6 separate regions of the Sus scrofa genome follow, and regions 2, 3, 4, 5 and 6 are each linked to region 1. A link is a contact called in public Hi-C and targeted proximity ligation data. All regions are on one chromosome and are shown on one strand. The core of a region is the stretch at or near the end of the contact, and the rest is flanking DNA. Distances in the headings are between cores, read along the strand shown. Region 1 holds the start of CALM2 (calmodulin). Region 2 holds the start of MCFD2 (multiple coagulation factor deficiency protein 2). Region 3 holds the start of TTC7A (tetratricopeptide repeat protein 7A). Region 4 holds the start of MSH2 (mutS homolog 2). Region 5 overlaps TTC7A (tetratricopeptide repeat protein 7A). Region 6 has its middle 53 kb from the start of EPCAM.

Evidence for each region. Hi-C and Micro-C count contacts between places; a contact is called where the count stands out from the background.
Region 2: a contact with region 1 is called in a targeted proximity ligation map of alveolar macrophages. A contact is called at or near these places in 2 of 5 promoter capture datasets (fetal liver and liver) and 2 of 2 datasets of targeted methods (alveolar macrophages and skeletal muscle).
Region 3: a targeted proximity ligation map of alveolar macrophages shows a contact between it and region 1. A contact is called at or near these places in 3 of 5 promoter capture datasets (fetal liver, fetal skeletal muscle and liver), 1 of 47 Hi-C or Micro-C datasets (embryonic fibroblasts) and 2 of 2 datasets of targeted methods (alveolar macrophages and skeletal muscle).
Region 4: a Hi-C map of alveolar macrophages shows a contact between it and region 1, with 2.6 times the contacts expected there. A contact is called at or near these places in 1 of 5 promoter capture datasets (liver), 3 of 47 Hi-C or Micro-C datasets (alveolar macrophages, embryonic fibroblasts and epiblast stem cells) and 1 of 2 datasets of targeted methods (alveolar macrophages).
Region 5: a contact with region 1 is called in a targeted proximity ligation map of alveolar macrophages. A contact is called at or near these places in 1 of 5 promoter capture datasets (liver), 9 of 47 Hi-C or Micro-C datasets (alveolar macrophages, blood, brain and 5 more) and 2 of 2 datasets of targeted methods (alveolar macrophages and skeletal muscle).
Region 6: a targeted proximity ligation map of alveolar macrophages shows a contact between it and region 1. A contact is called at or near these places in 1 of 5 promoter capture datasets (liver), 7 of 47 Hi-C or Micro-C datasets (alveolar macrophages, blood, embryonic fibroblasts and 3 more) and 2 of 2 datasets of targeted methods (alveolar macrophages and skeletal muscle).

Annotation. Positions count from the first base shown.
Region 1 is chr3:93,370,155-93,373,456 of Sscrofa11.1, reverse strand. CALM2 (calmodulin) reads right to left here and starts at 1,692. Exons shown (of 6, transcript XM_003125163.4): 1 at 1,342-1,692. The coding sequence starts at 1,344.
Region 2 is chr3:93,619,085-93,622,386 of Sscrofa11.1, reverse strand. It overlaps MCFD2 (multiple coagulation factor deficiency protein 2), which reads right to left and starts at 1,466. Exons shown (of 4, transcript XM_021087556.1): 1 at 1,194-1,466. The coding sequence starts at 1,451.
Region 3 is chr3:93,590,428-93,593,729 of Sscrofa11.1, reverse strand. It overlaps TTC7A (tetratricopeptide repeat protein 7A), which reads left to right and starts at 1,748. Exons shown (of 20, transcript XM_021087552.1): 1 at 1,748-2,259. The coding sequence starts at 2,076.
Region 4 is chr3:93,161,810-93,165,111 of Sscrofa11.1, reverse strand. It overlaps MSH2 (mutS homolog 2), which reads left to right and starts at 1,556. Exons shown (of 16, transcript NM_001195357.1): 1 at 1,556-1,800. The coding sequence starts at 1,590.
Region 5 is chr3:93,540,683-93,543,984 of Sscrofa11.1, reverse strand. The region is part of intron 5 of TTC7A (tetratricopeptide repeat protein 7A); the gene reads left to right. Among named protein-coding and RNA genes, the nearest start is that of TTC7A, 50 kb to the left of the region's middle.
Region 6 is chr3:93,237,048-93,240,349 of Sscrofa11.1, reverse strand. No RefSeq gene overlaps it. Among named protein-coding and RNA genes, the nearest start is that of EPCAM, 53 kb to the right of the region's middle.

The DNA of each region.
Region 1 (3,302 bases), core at 443-2,942:
AAGAAAATGCTTCTTAAAAATTCCCTACCCCCCAATAATACTCTTCTATCACGACAGTCTTTCACAGCCATTACTGTACAAATGAATTAAACCGAACGTTAAGATGATATGGCACTTTCTCTACGAAAATACAAGTTACTTTCATGAAGGTTAGAGCGGGGCAATACCGTGTGCGGTAACACTTCGGCGTGCACGTGAGTACTCCAGAAGAGGACGGGGACCCTTCTCAAAGGCACCCTTCCAATTGTCACAGAAGGATAAGACCAGACGTTCACAACCGAACAGCAGTCACCCCGGGGCTGGCTTTAGGTAGGTGACTGGGAAACGTCTTATAGACCTTGGCTGGAGTCTCCGGCTTTCTCTAACAAGATACGCAGTGCAAAGCTGCGCCTGACTTAATAAAGCCGTTTCTTCAACGACAGCACCGCTTAAAAAAAAATTTTTTTTTTTAAGTGTCCAGTCGGGGGGTGGAATTAGGCCCCAGGGCCCAGATGGAGTAGGAAGATCAAGATTCAACAAGCTTCCTTCGCGCTGCCAGCGGGGAGGGAAACCGCCAAGCTCTCCCTCCCCCACTCCTGCCCGACCCGCCTGCCCCGCAGCACCGCGGGCAGCCCGGACCTCCGCAGCCCTGCAGGTGCCAGCGCAGCAGCTGGGGCGCGAGCTGAGCCGAGCCGGGCGGGCGAGCGGGCGGTGGCTTGCGGCTCCAGCCCCGCGCCCGCAGCCCCGCCCCCGGCCGCTCCCCGCGCCGCGCGGGCTCGGCCCACACGGCCCGCCCGCCCGCTCGCTCGCCCCCCGCCCCTCCCGGCCCGGCACGCGGGGGCCGCGGGCTAACGTCGGCGCGGGCGCTCGCCCCGGGCCTCGCGCGCTCCCGCCCGCCCCCTCGGCGCATGGCGGCCGCAAGCGGACAAAGACGCTTCCTGGCGCCCGCAGCAACCGTCCGTTGGGCTTTTGAATCCGGCCCCGGGCTGACCTTTCAAGATGCCCGACTCAAGGCTTCTGTGTTCCCGCAACCCCCACCCTCCCGCTCTCGCCTCCCCCTGGGTGCCGGGCTGCCCCCAGCCCCGGCTCCATCCTCGTCCAGGCCAGCCCCTGAGGAGTTCCGCGGCCCCGGGGGCAGTAGGCCTGGACCCCAGCACACCAGGGGACACCTCCCTGAAGAAAATGGGGGTGGGGTAGCACCTGCGACACAACCGCCGCCGGCGCCCCCAGCCTCTAGCGCGCCATCCCCCTGGAGAAGACCATCCCTGGAGAGTGTTAGGAAGCGAGTTCCCCTGCTTTCGTCAATTCGCTTCGGCCTCTTCCCCCACAGGTCGAGCGCCGGCAGATTAGCGACGCACTCACCATGCTGCAAGCGCTACCGGTCTCCGGGACGCGACCACACAACCACTCAGCTCGCTCGCTCCACTCGGACTAATTCTCCTCCTCCGCCCCCAGCGCCTCATAAACACCTCCCTCCGCCAAATCCCTCCGCCGCACACCAGATAACGGAACATCACAAACGAGTCCCGGCCAACCCCCTCCCCTCCAACTTCTCTCGAGACCACTTTATCCACAGTTATGTGGTCGAGGATTCAGGAGATAAAGGGAAGGGGCGAACAGATGACGTAAATGGGTTTCATTCCCTCGCGAGCCGTTGAAGGGCTGGTGGAGTCGAGCCTAAGGGCACTACTTTGCGGCGCGGAAGAGCATAGTGGTGGCGACCTGCACCCCGATGGTCGTTGAACCGGTCTCTGATTGGCTGGTTCGTACCTGCAATGCGTCACTAGGGCTCGCTGCCGCCGCCGGGACGCGGTGTGGCTGCTGCCGTTGCTGCTCAGGCCGCGCTGTCCTGGCAACTGCGCCAGGCGGCGGAGTCGTCTCCCTTGCGCTTGGCTGGATAGTCTTCCTCCTCCGCCCATCCTTCCCCGCCGCAGTCACACACATTCCCGCCCCTTGTGTAGGGGTCTACGAAAACACCCTAAGCCAATAAAGAATGAAGCTACAAGACCCAGGGAAACCCGTACCCCGCGCCCACCTCCTCAGCCTTGTATTTGGGCCTCATGGAGGCCACATTCCGTGTCAAACCCATGAAAATGTGGGTAAGGCCGAACGCAGCTGCTCAGCTGATTAATCTGAAAGAATCTTCCGTGTATACTTTCCTTCAGTATCAGGGGTAATTTACCAGAAAAAAAAAAAAAAAAAGTCACTCAGAAACAACAGCATCCGAGATTCTGTGAAACTAGTCACTCTCAATAACCCCTTGATATTGTGGAATAATAGGGTTCTGACTTGGAGTGAGACCTTCGTTATGAGTATTGTTTTAGCCACTTAGAGGTATAACCTTGGATGGGTCATTTAATCTTTAGCTTCATTTATAAAATAGAGGTTATAATACCTACTTGAAAGATTACTGTAAGAATTAAAATCATATACAGATTAGCGTTCAGATAAAATGTTAAAGAACCTGGCACAGGGTTGGTTTAATTGTAATAAAGCCATAATATATATGGTCTTGGTGAATTTCATAGTGAATTTGCCCTTTTGAGTCTCTAACCTCTCATTTAAGTGAGCATTTTTAAATCCACATAAAAGTTAGCTCTTTGGAATTGGCACCCTTTTGCACTGTTGGTGGGAATGTAAAATGGTACAGCCACTGTGGAAAAGGATATGGCAGTTCCTTAAAAAGTTAAAAATAGAATTACCATATGATCCAGCAACTCTACTTCTTGGTATATATACCCAAAAAAACGGAAAGCAGAATCTTGAAAGCTATTGGTACACCCATGTTTCATAGCATTATTCACGATAGCTAAAATGTGGAAGCAACCCAAATGTCCATCACTGGATGAAAGGATAAGCAAAGTGTGGTAACATCTGTGGCTACAGCAATGGAATATTATTCAGCCAGAAAAATTCTGCAATATACCATAACATGGATGAACCTTGAGGATATTAAGTGAAGTAAGTCACAAAAAAGAAAAATACCGTATGATGCCATTTATATGAGGTACTTAGAATAGTCAAAATCACAGAAACAGAAGAATGGTTGTCAGGGGCTGTGGAAAGGGGGAATGGGGAATTATTGTTTCATGGACATAGATAAGAGCTTTGGTTTGACAAGATGAAAAGAGTTGTGGGGATGGATGGTGGCCATGGTTGCACAATACTATGAATATACTCTACCACTGAACTCTACACTTTAAAATGGTTGAGACTGGGAGTTCCCTGAGGACTCAGCAGGTTAAGAATCTGGCACTGTCACAGCATGGGTCACGGCTGTGCAAGGGTCTGATCCCCTGCCCCTGAGCTTCTGTATGCCCCTG
Region 2 (3,302 bases), core at 217-2,716, 250 kb before region 1:
GAACTCCACTTATACATTTAATTAACACGCTTTACTAGAAGCCTGGTGCTGACAGGTTCTGAGGATAGGACTGTGACCCAGACTGGCTCCTGTCCCACAGATTTCAGCCTGGTGGGAAAAGAGAGAGTAAATAAGTCAGCTGTAGGATACCACAGAAGCCCCAATCCACACCTGGATTAATACATGAAAGAGGATTTCTTCAATTAAAGGACAACACCTCTGGCAGAGGGAATGACATAACAAGTCTTAGCCTTCTAGCCTAAGCCCAAAAGAATGTCCAATCTGAGAACCAAAAATGGTTCAATGTGGTTGAAAACACAGTATAGTGGAGATAGATGCGACAGACTAAAGCAAAAAGAGGAAAGGTCATGAGGGGTCTCATAAGCCCGTCCAAGAGCTTGAAAGAGCAATGGGAATTCACAGAAAGGCAGTAAGGGAAGAGTGAGTAGGTCTGGTGACTTTTTTGTGTTTTAAAACCATCACTCTGGCTTTCCAGTACATAACAAACTACAGAGGAAAAAGGAGATACAGGGAGCTAGTCAGGAAGCTACCAAGGAAGTCCAGGGGAGAGATGATGGTGGCCTGAACCAGCTAGAGCAGAGGGACTGGGTGTGACGAAGTGGGTGTATCCAGAGATTTGCGATGGATTCGATGTGGATGGGTAAAGGGTGCAGCGGACGAGAAGGACGCCCAGGTTTCCGGCTTGTGCAATCAGGTGGATGGCGGTGCCATACCAGACAAAAAATACAAGAGGGGAATACAAAGTTCCCCCGCCTCCCCCACTCCCCTGGCACAACGTGGCCAAGCTCGCCAGCCCAACAGGACCTGTTTATTTGTCTCCCCCGGAGGGAGACGGAGTACCAGGGGCAGACGGAGAGCAAAGACTCAGGCCCGCGCGCGCAGGTCACGGCAGATTGGCCGCGCCCATTAGGCTTATCGCCCCTGCGGCTTCTCCCCGGGAAGAGGCTCTTCTCCTAGTCAGCTATCTTCTCGAGGCGGCTCGGGTCCGAGACCCGCAGCCAGGCCGCTCCTGTCTCCCAACCTGAGCCCGAAGCCCCGGGATCCTTGAAGGACGCCGGGATCGCGCCTTGCTGAGGACCCCTGAGGCCCGCCCCACGGATCTCCTCCTCCAAGGTCGGGTCACAGGCCTCACAGGCCGCAGCCAGATCACGACTGTCCCGTGGTTCACTCACCCTCTCTGCCACCAGCTGCCAAACAGCTTTCCGCAAAAGCGAAGCACCCCGGCGTGAGCCTCGACAGCCCCGGTCCTCAGAACTCTTTTCCCTGGCCCTGGCCCCGCCCCACTCCCCGTCCGCTGTGCGCACGCGCGCCCCTTCTGCCCGCCCATTGGCGCCGTGAAGCCCCTCCCCTGCTCCGCTGGTGTAGTGCGGGCCGCTGGGGCGATTCCACGTGTAACGGACCGTGGCCCGGTAAAGGTCAGGCGGAGGCATTTCTTCTGCCCACCCTCCAGAGGGTGAGGATGGTGGGGACCTGCGTTGGGCTATCTGAACCCCCAGAGTCCTGACAGGTTGCTAGGCAATGCAGGAAGCCCCCCAGAGAGAAATGATGGCTAATGCGACGGGGTGGGCGCCAAAACTGGCTTTTGGTTCCACCTCCACATTTACAGGTCCCTGCATTCCTCTGACTGCAAGTTGGGAAGTATAATAGTATAAAGAAAAAATGTTGCCTGCCAGTCCTGTTCGCCGAGGATCAAGCCATGAGCCACTGTACTTGCCCACCCACCGTGTGCCCTGAGGGGAATTCAGAATGGAGAAAAACAGGAAACATTCTGTACTATAGATATACTGGCTTCAGTTAAGCTGTATCTCTAAGGAAAATTCTCAACTGACCCCATATTCTTGCATCTTCTCTTTCATAGAATGACACTAAAAGCATTAATTTGAGATGTCTGTTCTTTGCGATTAGCAGCAATCTTTTGATGCTTGACTAGATGTCTTTCCCCTCAAAAGAGTTCATATATATCCTAGCTTGTTCCTTACCTCTTGAGAGCAGATCCTCAGAGCCGAGAAGCTGTCTCCTCCACTATAGTCCCCAGTAAGTTCCCTTAATAAAACTTTTAACTCACAACTTCTATGTTGTACGTTTTTCTTTTAGTCAGCAGTAAGGAATTTTAATTCTTCTCATGATGAAACAGCCAAAAACACTGGAGCTGGCCTTGGATCCCTCGTTTCCAAGACTGGCCTACGTGCAGCCTCTGATTGCTCCATTCTGCAAGCTGCATCTTCTACAATACACATTCACTCGTATATGAGTCCCACCAAGATTTTATGGGCAGCCCAGTTCAAATACCACTTTACCTGTGCGGTTTGTGAAATCAGTCATCATTCAAGACAGGAAAAAGCACTCCCAAAAAACTGACCCACTAACAAAGGAAACAAACAGATAAGCCCCATATGATTCTGCCCTTATACCTTTTCTCCTATACAAGACTGTTCAGTGAATAGTTATTGATCAGATGGGTAAGTGAATGTAGGACTGTCATTTTTAAAATTCCTTCTCCCATTTGTGCCCATAAAGATACATAATCTTTTTTTTTTTTTTCTTTTTTTCAGTCTTTTTAGGGCCACACCTGAGGCATATGGAGTTCCCCAGGCTAGGGTCCAATGGGAGCTGAAGCCACTGGCCTACACCACAGCAATGCCAGATACGAGACACATCTTCAACCTATACCACACCTCATGCCTGATCCTTAACCCACTGAGCAAGGCAGGGATCGAACCCACGTCCTCATGGGTGCAAGTCAGGTTCGTTAACCGCTGAGCCACGACGGCAACTCCTACATAGTCATTTTCATGTGAGCCTGGATCCAGAAAGGGAGAGACAGAGAAAGAAAGTGATTAAGTAGATGATCCCAGAACACTCCCTGCAGTCTGCTTTAGGAGATCAGGGCCCTGCAAGTTGATCGGGATAACTGCTACTGATCATGACTCATTCCTTTTCCCACCTTCAACTGAGTTTGAAATCTGTCAACCCTACCCTAGAGAAAAATTCCAGGATCCCAAAGTCCCTGAAGAAACTCTTACTAATTCAAATACAAACAAGACATGGTCTCTTCTTTCAACAAGCTCAGTGATATCTCCACATGAGTGTCTAACTAGCATACATTTAACTTGGCCCCCCGATATATTAATTTTCACCTCCAAACATGTACCACCCTGTTTTGCCCATTTTAGTAAATGTCACTGCCATTCACTTTTTTCAAGCCAAATTCTAGTGGTTCCCCCCCAAAAAAACTTTATTGAGATATCATTGACATCAAGAAACAATCATCTACTACCTAG
Region 3 (3,302 bases), core at 499-2,998, 220 kb before region 1:
CTCTGTTCCTCCATCCCACGCCCCATGCTCACACAAATACTGCTGCACCTGTCAAAGAAACAGGCAGCAGTTCCTGCAGTCAGTCCCCTGGAGTCTGGCAACCTGGGGGTGGGGCTGGCAAAAGATCAGAGAGAAAGAGGAGAGACGTTTTCCTTTACATTGTCAGGATTGCTCTTATCAACTCTGCTTTTCTTTGCCTGCCCTGGGGCTGCCTCTGGGGAATGCCTGACTAGGGCAAATCGCAGGGTGTCCTCAGGCCACCCTCCCCAAAGGACATGCATTGCTCTCTCCAAGTGAAATCCAGTTCTGGTGACCAACAAGGGCAGCCAAAGGGTAACCAAAAGCCAGCTAGAGCAGTTGAGAGGAACAGGCGTGGAGTTTGTGCAAACTAAGTCAACCGCCAGAGCTGTCCTCATTTTCCTTCCTCTCTCTCCTGGTCTCCAGGTGCTCAGAGCAGCAGGCAACTGAGCACTTCTGCCCCCCAAGTAAGGAATGGAGTTTCTTTCAGAGCCCAGAGAAGAGAGTACTCGTGGAGGGAGTCAGGGGTGAGGCAGGGCAGGACGGCTGCCTTCAACAGCAGCCCTTGTGGCTCCAGAGGCAAAGGGCGTGGGAGTCTGAGCTTCCCTTGACAAGAATCGCCCATGGTTGGAGTCGTCGAGAAGCACAAAGCAGTGAGTCTCTCATAACACTGCGAATGGTCAGGCTCACTCCCAAGGTTGTGTTAGGTAGTGTTGGGGAAAAAGGTGGACACTTTCTAACTCTTAGGGGTTTAAACTTAAAACTTAAGTTTTAAAAGCTTAAAAGCTTGCTCGGATTCTCCCGCCTTCTGGAACCTTCGGTCTGTGCCTTGCACTCTGTTAAAGAGTTTTATTTTGTCGTTTTGGTATTGCCGTGATTTCCTGTGCCACGGCCTCCCTCCCCACACGGGACTGTCAGCAGCGGTCGCTGGGCCACCATAACCGATCTCAGCAGAGGGTGTCCGTCGGCCTCTTCCTTCCAGGCCGCCCAGTAATCCTTTGAACTCCTTAGTACCCACAGCACCCGGCTAAGCCCTGCTAAGAGCTCGATACAGCTTTGATCACAGTCTTTAGACGCCGGAATTAAGAAATAAAGTAAATACAGAGTTGGAGAAACAGTTTAAAAACTTTAAGAAATCCAGGACAACAGGATTCTGCGGAGGACAGGCCAGCCAGTTGGGGTGGGGGGAGACAGGTTGGAAAGAGGAACTCGGCTCTTAAAGGAACGTACAAGTCTCTCCGTGTGGAGTCGCGGGCAGGCAACCGCTCTCCCGAGTGCCCCCGGGGTGGCGCGCGAGGCTCGCGCGGCCCAGCAAGGCGGGACCCGGGCCGCTGCCGGCGGCCCCCCGGGGAGGCTCGCTTTCAGAGTTGGGAGCGACTGGGCGGCCCGCCTCTCTCCGGATTTGTGACGTGCCGAAGACAGACCCGGTGACGGAGTCACCGCACAAAGCTGGGTCGTCGGGGCGGGGGTCTCCCAGGCCAAGAGCCCCGAAGGGATGGGGAGGGGGAAGGAAGCAAGGCGCCCCCAGGTGCCCCTGCTCCGCGCAGCATTAAAGTGAGTGGCGAGTCGGCGGTGGCGGCGGCAGCAGGGGGTTGGCGCCCGTGCGGCCGCGAGCGCCCAGCGCGCGCCTGGCGGCTGTGGCCGCGTTGGCCGCCCGCGCGCCCGTCTCGCCGAGGCCGCGCCACGCCCCCTCGGGGGTGGAGCCGCGGCCGGGGGCGGGTCTGCAGCTGGCGGCGCCCGGGCCTGGGGCGGGGCTGTGGCAGCAGCTGCAGCGGCGGCGGCGGCAGAGGCGGCAGGAGCTGCTGCAGCAAAGGCGGAGGCTGCTCCTGGACGCGCGGGGCCGCACAGCCGGAGCCCCAGTCCGGAGACGCCGGGCGGTGCGCTGGGTGCTGCGGCTGCTGCCCGCCCGCGCCGCCCGGGCCCCCGCTGCCACCTGGGCCCCAGCAGCCCCTCGCGCCCCCGTCGACACCGCCCGCGTGTGCGCCCCAGCCCGGACGCCGCCCCCGGCCGGGTCTCCACTTCTCGGCTGCACCTCCCATGACAGCACCCGCTCGAAGATGGCTGCGAAGGGCCCGCACAGCTCCCACCTGAAGATGGAGAGCGAGCTGGAGCGCTGCCGCGCCGAAGGCCATTGGGACCGCATGCCTGAGCTGGTCCGGCAGATGCAGACGCTAGTCGTGCCCGGCGGCGGAGGCGGCCGGCGAGCCAGCCCGAACGCCACGTTCACCTCTCTGGACACCGGTGAGTGAGGGAAGGGGCTGGTTCACAGACGCGGAGCGCGCGAAATGCGCCGCCTCCTCCAGGAAGCGGCCCCGACTGCCTGGGGCCGGCGATGGCTGCTTTCGGTATTACCCTTCCTTCAGTGCCTCTCTTAGCAGCAGCCAGAGTCGTTAGGAAGGTACTTCTGCCCCAGAAGAAAACTCACGTGCAGGGAGTTTGGGAGGAAAGAAGTAAACGGCTTTTGCGTTCTGCCCTCTCGGATCGTTGTGGGCTACTCCGACTACTGTGAAATGGTGGTGTTGGCACGTATCAGATCACGGCATGGGCTAGGCTTTTGCGCCGCTCCTCCAACCCGCATTCTGGTTCTGAACTATCAGGTGTAGGCTGTCGCTCCTTGCCCTCTCCTCCTTTCCCCGAGTCAAATTGACGGCGAAGCTCTGTATGGCTAGGGGCTTGACCAGCGCCAGGGTGGGGTGGTGGAAAAGCGGGAAAGAGGCCTGGTAAGCCTCAGTTTCCTCTTCTCTCTTCCAACTCGCGAGCCATCTAGGCCTGGCAGTCGGTGGCTTTAGCAGTAGGCTGTTTTGGCAGGCTGGGCTCTAGCGCTGGGGCGGGAAAGCACCCTGATGTGGCAGAGGGGGAACACCCCGCCCCAGTCTCCAACCTCAAATCTTGTTCCTGGTGCCTTGAGCTCAGCCTGGAGAGCCATCCCTGAACCCTCTCTTTGGCACAGCCACTTCAGAGCCTTGATAGAAGACGGCAGGGAGTTAATACAGATATAAAGAGTTTTAAAGACCACCCAGCCTGTGGAAGGCGCTTAGCTAGCACTGTATGTCAGTGTCCTAAGCACTGTACTCAGCCCTTTAATTTCTCCCCAACAACCCGAAGAAGCAGGTACTCTTTTTTTGCCACTTGCAGATAAGGAAACTGAGGCACAGAGAACTTACATAACTTGATCATTCAGCTATTAAGTGGTGGAACCACAATTTGAACCCAGGTTTCTGAGTACATCCTTTTTTTCTTTTTTTTCCTCAATGAATTTATTACATTTGTAGTTGTACAATGAG
Region 4 (3,302 bases), core at 307-2,806, 210 kb after region 1:
CCATTAGCTCTGTGACCTTGGGCAAGCCACTTCACATCTCCAGGTTTCAATTTCCTCATTGTAAAATAAGAGTAACAATAGCTCCCAACATTTAGAGTTGTGCAGATTAATAAAACAGTAAGCACATGTAAAAATAGTCAATAAGTGCTAACGAACATTAGCCATTAATATAAATGAACATACTCATCTATGCTCTTTCCAGGTGTTTAGTAAGAGAGATAGGCGAACAGATATGTCTAAACCAATGCTGCAAATATTATAATAGAGATGTAACTACAATGGTACTCCAGAAGGTAACAGAACCAATTACACCTGGGGGACTGCAGGGCAGGGCCCTTCCAGAGCAGAGGGACAAGTCTGTGTTGGAGCCACATGTGTTGAAAGGGAAGGAAGATGATTGCTCCAGATCAAAGAGTTGGGGTAAGAACAGGGGGCACTGCAGGGAGTGGGAAATATAGTCAGCAGTCAAATGGTTCAAACTTCCTCTACTTCTGAAGCTATTTGAATTTTAACAGGCCAGTGGTCCAGAGCGTCCAGGGAGCTTTCTTGAAACATCTCAAGACCCCATCTTCCAAAATTCCAACCCATTATATGTGGGCGGGGCCCCAGAACGCCTCTGAAAAGCCCCCAGGGTAATTGTGCTGCTGAATCAGGGTTTGGGGACTGCTTTTCTGGGTGGATGGTGAGCCAAACAGGAGAGTGCAATAGCTTTTGTAAGGCAGCTTACTATGCAGGACATATTCTGATCTCCAAGTCTTTGTTCAACATTAAAAAACAAAGAACAACAACAAAAAACACTGATCCATTTTTATTTTTCACCTAAACACGTTATCTTCTAACAGTTTACTTGCTGCAAGTTTACTTAGTGTATTATCTGAATCCATTCATTAGAATATAAGCTCAACTAAGGCAGTGGCTTTTTTCTTTCCTCAGATCCTAGAAGTCTGGAACACAGTAGGTCTTAAGTTTTTGATTGAATGAATCAATTAAGGAACGGACGACATGAGAATTAGGCTAGTACGGAGCAGTAGGGAGGTTGTGGAGAAGAAACCTCTAATATTGATGTAGGCAGTTTTGCCTGAAAAGGAAAAGGGACGCGATTGGAGAGAGGGGCACAGGTCTAAAAAAAATACCGATAGAGTGGAAGGCTAGGTTTTCCTTGTTTTCAAGTTTCTTTCTGATTTCATGCTCTTGCTTCCGGGGCAGATAATATATTCAAAACCTGCCAGAATGTCCCACCTGGTCTTCTAATCTAGTTATCTCTCCACCTGGTTCCTTGCTCAAGCACGGAGAAAACCCGGAGAACTGAACTCTTTAAAGGATGGGCTTCTGGCAGGGTCGGCGCTCGACCTAGGCTCAAGCATGCGCAGTAGACAGAGTCACCAGCGTGCGCGGGAAGCTGGGCCGCGTCCGATTATGATTGGCTGTCACGGCGCACTCCCACCCACCGAAATACAGCGCTGAATGCTGATTGGGTACCTCCGCAGAGGCTGGACGCCGCACGGGGGGCGAGGGAGGGGAGGCGGGAAACAGCTTAGTGGGTGCGGGGTCGTGCAGTTCCCTCAGGCTGTTGGCAGAGAGATTCCGAAATGGCGGTGCAGCCGAAGGAGACACTGCAGCTGGAGAGCGCAGCCGAGATCGGCTTCGTGCGCTTCTTCCAGGGCATGCCTGAGAAGCCGACCACCACGGTGCGCCTTTTCGACCGGGGCGACTTCTACACCGCGCACGGCGAGGACGCACTCCTAGCTGCCCGGGAGGTGTTCAAGACCCAGGGGGTGGTCAAGTTCATGGGGCCGGCAGGTGAGGGCGCGGACCGCATGGGCTCTGGGGGAACCCCGCGGAGGGGGCTTCTTTCAGGAAGTGGGAGGTGGGGAGGCACTGGGGCGGGGACTTTGGCGCTTCGTGGGGCACTGCGCTTGCTCCTGGTCGAGTGGGGCGCCACCCACCGTCTGCCCTGGGTCTGCCCCTCTGCAGCTGTCCTGAATGGGAACTATAACAATCACTAGGTTGCCAGGCTTCGAGGCGTTTTAACACATTGTTCTATTTAATTTTCCTGCAGCTGGCGTGGGTGTCTGCTTCTCGGCCCGGGCCCCTCCTTGGCCCAGGGGAATCTCATCGCACACCGCCGCCAAACCTCTTTATCACAAATTCCATTCCAGGAGTGAGATTTAGAATAGAAGGGGTTTGGGAAGACCGTTTTATGTCACCAACGTGATTTTGCTTGTTGGGCGAATGTGGTTTATACCGCCCTTCAGCGCAGGGTTCTGTAGTGTCTGCTGTTGATAGGCGGTATCGCCAGGTGGTCAGGACCTCGGACCCTGGAGCCAGATTGCCTAGAGTCAAGTTGCGGCCCCTCCACTTACTAGCTGTGTGGCCTCGGGCTAGTCCAGTATGTCTGTGCTTCCTCTCGGCATTCAGTGCCTTCCATGACCCGTCCTTATGTTTCTAACATCTCTCTCCCTGGAAAGCTACAAACTTCTCAGCCTCTGTGAGTTAGATGTTCTCGATGTTTTTGTTAATCTTTTTTTTCCCCTGCCTGCGTTGTGATAATGGAATGAACATTCTAGGAGGAATAAGACATAGTACTGCCTCTGCCACATGCAGATGGGATGTTACTGACAAAAGATGTTCTTTCATTAGGTAGACATTCATTGAGTGCTGCCGGTATCAGGCAGGGTTATGGACACCAGGGGTACCTAGATGGAAAGGCAGTACCATATCCCCGCCTTCACAGAGCTCCCCCTAGTGGAGAGCAAGGCAGAAATAATTCCAATTCCAGGTCAAGAACTGTGGAGGATGATCCACAGCAAGTTGCTGAAGAGGCATAGAGGCAGGATTGCCCATGACTGGGCATGACGGGAACTGCGGGAGTTCCTGTTGTGGTGCAGTGGGAAACGAATCCCATTAGTATCCGTGAGGATCCAGGTTTGGTTCCCTGGCCTCGCTCAGCGGTTTAAGTATCTGGTGTTGTGAACTGTGGTCTAGGTCGCAGACGTGGCTTGGATCTGGCGTGGCTGTGGCGTCGGCCGGCAGCGGTAGTTCCCATTACACCCCTCGCCTTTGGACTTCCATATGCCAAGGGTGCGGCCAGAAAAGCCAAAAGAAAAAAAAAAAAAGGCATTATATGAAGGCTAAATTTCATTTGAGTCCTGAAGGAAACCCTGTATCCATTGGCAGTCAATTCCCCTTTTCCACCTGTCTTCTAAACCCAGGCAACCACTAATCTGCTTTCTGTCTCTAGATTTGCTTATAATATTGGTCTTTTGTGAATGACTTCTTTCACTTAATTTTTTCGTTTTTAT
Region 5 (3,302 bases), core at 240-2,739, 170 kb before region 1:
GGGGGTGAATCAGAGCTGCAACCACCAGCCTACGCCACAGCCACAGCCACGTGGGATCCAAAACTCCTCTGTGACCTACACCACAACTCACGGCAACGCAGGATCCTTAACTCACTGATCGAGGCCAGGGACGAACCCACAACCTCATGGTTACTAGTTGGCTTCGTTTCCACGATCTCCAGCCCAGGATTTTTCAGCCTCAGCACTGTTGATATTTCGAGCTGATACCCTTCATTGTGGGGGCCTGTCCTATAGATTGTAGGTTTTAACGACATCCCTGGCCTCTATCCCCTAGAAGTTAGCAGATTCCCCCGGCCCTGAGTGTGACAACTAAATGTCTCCATTGAGATAGGTCCTAGGGTGGGGTCCAGGGGTAAAATCACCCCAACCTGAGAACCTCTGTCTGAGCCCAAGGTACGAGAGGCAGGAGGTCAGGGTGAGATTGGTCCGCAGACACTTGATATGGGTCACGTTTGCTAGGGCAGCTCTGAAGTCTTTTCAAGGGCTCCAGAGCCACTTCTGCTGGTTAAATTCACCCTCTCTTACCTGGGCTCTTGAGGTGTTTGGGAAGGGGCAGAAACCCTTCTCTGTGTTCAGAGAGCTCATGGCCCAGCACGTGTGTGTGTGTGTGTGTGTGTGTGTGTGTGCATGCATTTGGAGGGGGTGTGTGGGGTGGGAAGAGCCCAGCCCTTCACGTCCCAGGCCCCCGCCCCATCCCAGGGCAGGATGATGACCAACCTTCCTTAAGGGGCTCACATCCCAGTGGGGCGCTGACTGCATAGGAGCCAGCGCTCTGTGCCAGAGGAAGAGAGGGCAGAGAGGTGGGGTCCTGCTGCTGCCTGGGACAGGCTGGATCTAAGGAGACAGTTCATCCTGGGGGCTGGTGCAGTGGGCCTCCTCCCACCCCCGGGCTTGGGCGTTGCTGGGCCGTAGAAGAGGTCCCTGACGGCTTAAGGGACAGGAGGAGATGGGGGGACCTGTTTCTGGGCTAGAGTCTGAGGGCTTGAGCTCATTCCCCCCGTGGGCAGGGGGTGGACCCAGTCCCCAGAGGGGCCGGAGGAGCTCCTTCTGAGTGTGGGGCACTCAGCCCCAGGGGCCAGATGGCCACAAGCAGGGCCTGCTCCCAAGGTCCCTGCAGTTGAGGTTTGACATAATTTAAAGGGTGTGGTGTTCTGCCCTGCACTATGTGGTGATGTTTGCTCGGCCTCCGGGCACTGCTGCTCCTTTAATTCTGGGCTTCAGTGAGACCTGGCTGCCACTTACTCATTCACTGTCTGAGGGACATTCATTTTTTCCAAGGACCTTGTCCTCTTGATCCAGTAGTTCATTCCCTCAGACAACTCCTGCCGCTTGCTCTGTGGCTGATGGCAGGGTCCCTAACTGACCTGGGATTGCAAGTACTTCCTGACCGTCAGGAGTTGGGAGGCCCCTCCCCAAAGGCAGGGACCCGGGATACCTGGGGTCCACTTCCCCTCGCCGCCACCAGAGGGCAGCCATGGACTCTGGTTGAGCCTCACCCCAGGCAGTTCTGCGGTTGCCAGCTACCGCACCTGTCTGTTGGAGGAGGCACCTTTCTGTTGGGAGAGGAGACAGGGGTGGGGGGAGTTGGGGGCGGTGGCAGTGGCAGCTGGGCTCAGGGTCCTGGCTGTAGGAGAGGCTTGGTTCTCTTTCACATGATGCAGCTGTGGGGGTGACGCAGCACGAGAGGCTGGCAGCGATGCAATGCCAGCAAAGCTCTTGGTGACCCGACCTCCCTAGGACCAAGGCTCCGGGCATTTCCCAAGAAAAGAACGTGAGCCTGAGCCGGCTTGGCTCTCTCCCCTAGAACGGGCAAGGGGCCATCTGTCTTTGGGGTGGTTTTTTCCCTTTGCTTCTCCCTGGACCTGCAGAACCCATGGTTGGCTCAGGGCCGGGAGTGAGCTTGAGCCAAGTGTGTTGAACTAGGTGGGCTGTGTGTTTTGTGCATGTTCTTTAAAAATAAAAATTCTTTTTTAATTACTAAAGCAGTAGGTGCTCATTGTACCAAAACCAAACAATAGAGAAGGGAGTGTGTGTTTTCTGAGGGAGTTCCCCAGGGCTTGGCAGGGTGTGCAGCTTTATGAAAACACTTTTCCTTTCTGCTGTGTGTGTGTGTGTGTGGAGGGGGCACCTTAGACGGCCCAGCCTGCTGTTGGGTGTGACCCCCTGAGGGGTGTGTTCAGTCAGCAGTAATTTTTATTCTCAGCAACCACCCAGTATCAGCAGTTGGGGGGGGACCGGGGGGAGGGCAGGAGACAGACTGCTTGAAGGGGCATTCAGGGACCAGAATCACCCAGCAGCGAAGCCCAGGAGAGTCTGGTGGTCCCTGTCAGGCTTTGGGCACAGGGAGACTTTGGAGGCCCATCGAAGAAAGCATCCTTCTAGCCTCTCAATGCACAGCCTTCATTGCCCGTACCGCCCCCACCTCACTAGAAAGGTCCCCTTGCCTGTACGTCCTCAGGGCCCTGCAAAAGAAATGTCACCGCCTCTTTCTGCGGCTGCGAGTAAAGAGGAGAGCTTTAGGTTTTGAACTGATGATGCGGGTCTGTAGCAGGAGGGACGAACTTGCTAACCGTTTGAACTTCACCTGAGCTTGTCTCCTGACTCAGCCCTCCAGCCGTTGGGATCTGCCAACTGGCTGTGCGTTTCTGGGCCTTTGGCTGGAAACCTCTCATACACAATGAGCAGTGCCAGCCCTGAGATGGGGGCTTCTGGCCAGGGTTGTACGTGCCAGAGTCTGTTTAGGTTCCATTCAATGAAAAATTCCACACACTTTTTCCTTCTCTGTTTCAAATGCAACCAAATCCCGCATTCCACAAAACATTGGTTGTGCACCTACTGTATGCAAAACATTTTACCAAGCTCTTGGATAAATCAAGAGCATGGCTAATTTTATAGACTGTGCAGGGCTGTGAATGAGCTATTCATTCACTCGTTTGGTCTCTTAATTCATTCCCCCTGAATTAATTGAAAGCCTGCTGAGAACAGGACACTTGGTATACAGTATCCAGGCTCTTGGTATACAGTAGGCACTTTGTAAAGGCTAAGTCAGTGGGATCCTGGAGGTCAAATGGCCAGGAAAGGAAGGGGTAACTGTGCCAGGTTGGAAAACACACACTGTCTTTCTTGAGGGTCTGGTTAGTTAAAAGGGAGTAAACTCTGAGCCCCTTGGTGCCTGTGGGGAGGGCACCTCTCCCCTTGGGTGAGTGATGGCCGGAGAAGGCAGCATCTTGCAGGCTCGGATTTTCCCACTGGAAAATGAGGGTTTGTTTATTCCATGATGA
Region 6 (3,302 bases), core at 385-2,884, 130 kb after region 1:
GTTCCTTCCCTAACACTATCTTGGTGCTGTGAACTTGGTAGACTAATTACACATTTAATTATATGTCAACTACTTGAGTTTTTTTTCTGGAGCATGCAACAGGGTGTGAGGCACATTATAGTGATTTAATCGAGCTTTAAAACTTAGGAGTTCCCTTCATGGCTCAGCGGTTATGAACCTGACTAGTATCCATGACTATGCTGGCCTTGCTCAGTGGGTTAAGGATCCAGGATTTTCATGAGCTGTGGTGTAGTTTGCAGATGCAACTTGGATCTGGAGTTGCTATGGCTGTGGCTTAGGTGGCAGCTGCAGCTCCTATTTGGCCCCTAGCATGGGATCTTTCATATGCCACAGGTACAGCCCTAAAAAGACAAAAGTAAAAATAAAAAATAAAAAAATAAAAATTAGGAGTTCCCATCATGGCTCAGCAGAAACCAATCTGACTAGTATCCTTGAGGATGCAGGTTTGATCCTTGGCCTCCATCAATGGGTTAAAGATCCAGCATTGATGTGGACTGTGGTGTAGGTCGCAGATGCCACTCGGATCCCACATTGCTGTGGCTGTGGCATGTGTAGGCTGGTGGCTACAGCTCCCATTCAACCCCTAGACTGGGAACCTCCATATGCTGCGGGTGTGGCCCTAAAAAGACAAAAGATAAAATAAATAAATAAATAGAAGTAAAACTTAAGGCCCTGCACCTGTTCAGCTGATCCTTGCAGAGCCAGCGAGGCCCCTTCCTCCGTCTCCCACCCCCTCCTCAGCACCTGCAGCCCAGGGCTGCGCCCCCCAAAGGCTGCTCTGTAAGTAGACATCAGCTTTCTTCTGTCTCCAGCACCCCTTGTGCAGCGGAAGATAATGGATCTGGAAGACCATCCCCATGGGACACAAGAGAATCCCCCCTACCCCGCCATTTCTATCAACCTTATCTGCTCATGTGGGGCTCTCATCTCCAAGAGGCAATTTAATCCCCCTCCTGGAACTCAAAAGTCACATACCCATTCCCCAGGGAGCTGAGGTATTAAGAAAGGCCAGCGTTTAGGATTACTCTTCGATAAGAGTCTTGTTTAGACAAGATCGCGTATAAAAACTGGCCTGATCCCCACACCCCGGCTCTCCTTTCTTCCTCTCTTGCTTGGAAGATTGCAAGATTGTGCAATCCGCCCCAGAGACCTGGGCAATTTGCTTTCGAACATGCAAACCTGTTTCCCAGCCTTCAGGGTCGCCCTCCCCCGGGGCCTCCCTCCTCCCTCCCTGGGAGTAGCCGCTTGGGGCTCCCCTGGGGTTGACAGCTCAGATCTGTTTCTGGGCACTTCCTCCTGCTACTTGCTCATTTACATTTTGAAACTAGAGCAAAGTTCAGCCATGGTTGGCTTCCTGCACCCTAGGAGCTGCCCGATCCTGGTTAGAAAAAGCAGACAATAGCAACCTGGGAAACTGCACAGTATTTTGGCAGCAGGTTTCTTTGTGTTAAGTCTCTGGTTCTGCAATGGTGGAAACACCCAGGGATGTAAATAGCAATGAGAAAAGGCCACTTGTGCCACTCTTAGGTTTTGTGGTGGCAGGTTCTTTCCCCCATCCCCCAAAGGGTAGGTTGTATTTTTATTTTGCTTGGTTTAAACCGGAGATAAAAGTGTCCACACCCCGTGTTGAGGCCCTGGGGCCCTCCCCACAAGCTGTGAGAGTTCCTTCCTTCCCCCTCGCGCCCTGGCTCTTCTGTCTCAGCACTGTCCTCTCCCAGGCTCCCCGCCACCCCCTCTTTTTTTTAACCCCCTTCATTTTTGGCCGCCCCACAGCATATGGAGCTCCTGGACCAGGGATTAGACTGCGCCTCAGTCAAGACCTAAGCCACAGCATCCTTGACACACTGTGCTGGGGCCAGAAATCGAATCCAAGACGCCGCCCACCCAGTTGTGCCACAGCAGGCATTCCCCGGGGCCCATTCTGAAGACCAGTCACCCCAGCTGCAAAGCAGGGGTAACACCATTGCAGCCTCAGGAGTTGGGAGGGTTGAGGGAGGCAGCAAAGCTCCATGCCTGACGCCCAGCCTGGCTCGACAGGCCCGCAGCACCTCGGCTCAGCCATGCTTAGGGTGTGTTGTTGCAGGTCACAGGTTACTTGGATCCACGCTGTGCTGTGCAGGTGGGGGGGGGCATCTCTGGGGCCTCCCTTCCACACGGGTACACAGCAGGCTGCCCCAGAGGCTGGGCCGGGCCCAGGAGTTTCTGGTGGAAGCAGAGGCTTCCTAGTCTGAGCCCCGTCTGCCGGATTCCAGGCCAGGCCCAACAGCCCTTCAGTACAGAACTTTTTGTACATTCCACAGCAGCTGAAAGGGCTTTTGTCCCCACTCAGGAAGGACAAATGACAAAGGCAATTGTGTGTCTCCTCGCAGACCCACACAGCTTGGGAAGAGAAACTTCTTCAAGAGGCCAGCGCTGCCACAAATGTGATCACACAGCCTCGCAAGTGGGGAGCAGGGTGGGGTCTGGCTTCCCACGAGTGTGGCAGGGTGCACATGACGCAGACACACAAACCCGGAAACTGCTCCTGGTTAGACCAGCAGGCCCGTGAGCTGCAGATGCCACAGCTGCAAGGGGGCCTCGGGAAGGGCATCCCCCACCTGCCAGGAGCTTGCAACTTGATTATGACCCTTTGCCAGGCGGGGCCACAAAGACCACAACTTGTCACAGGAAACACAGTTCTTTCCACACGGGCCATTCTCATGAAGACCATTAGGCTGTGCCAGAGAATGATCAATGGAATTCTGTCCTGGGGTCCCTTCCAATGCATAATTATTTATGGCCTATGGAGGAGGTTGAAACTCTAGACAGCCCATGTGAAATCCATCACTTGTAAGGACGAATTCTAATTGAGAGGAGGTGGATCTCTCTTTTAGCCATTTTCTTTCTCCTTCTTAACCCCTTTCTCCTGTCACTGCCATAATAGGAGAGCTAAGGTGTGGAGGGTTTTAAATTTTTTCGTTAAAGGAGAAAGCTTTTCTTAGCAAAGGAAATGATGATGCATCATTTTATTGCCCCTTGAATGGAGTCACCTGACCTGTTGTCCTGGCAAATGTGGCTGCCAGAATGTTCGGCGCTGGGTTGGGGGATCAGTTATAACCACTAACTCACCCCAGCTGCGTCCGGTGCTCCTAGCAGGTGTCTGCCCTGGTGTTTGCTTCCAGGTTTTGTGTCTTGCTGTCCCCCAAATTTAAATACCATAAGCAATCTTGGTGCCGTGCAAGAAACTTTCATCAATTTGGACAGGTCGGGAAGCCTCAGGAGTATTTCTGGCTCTACCTGAA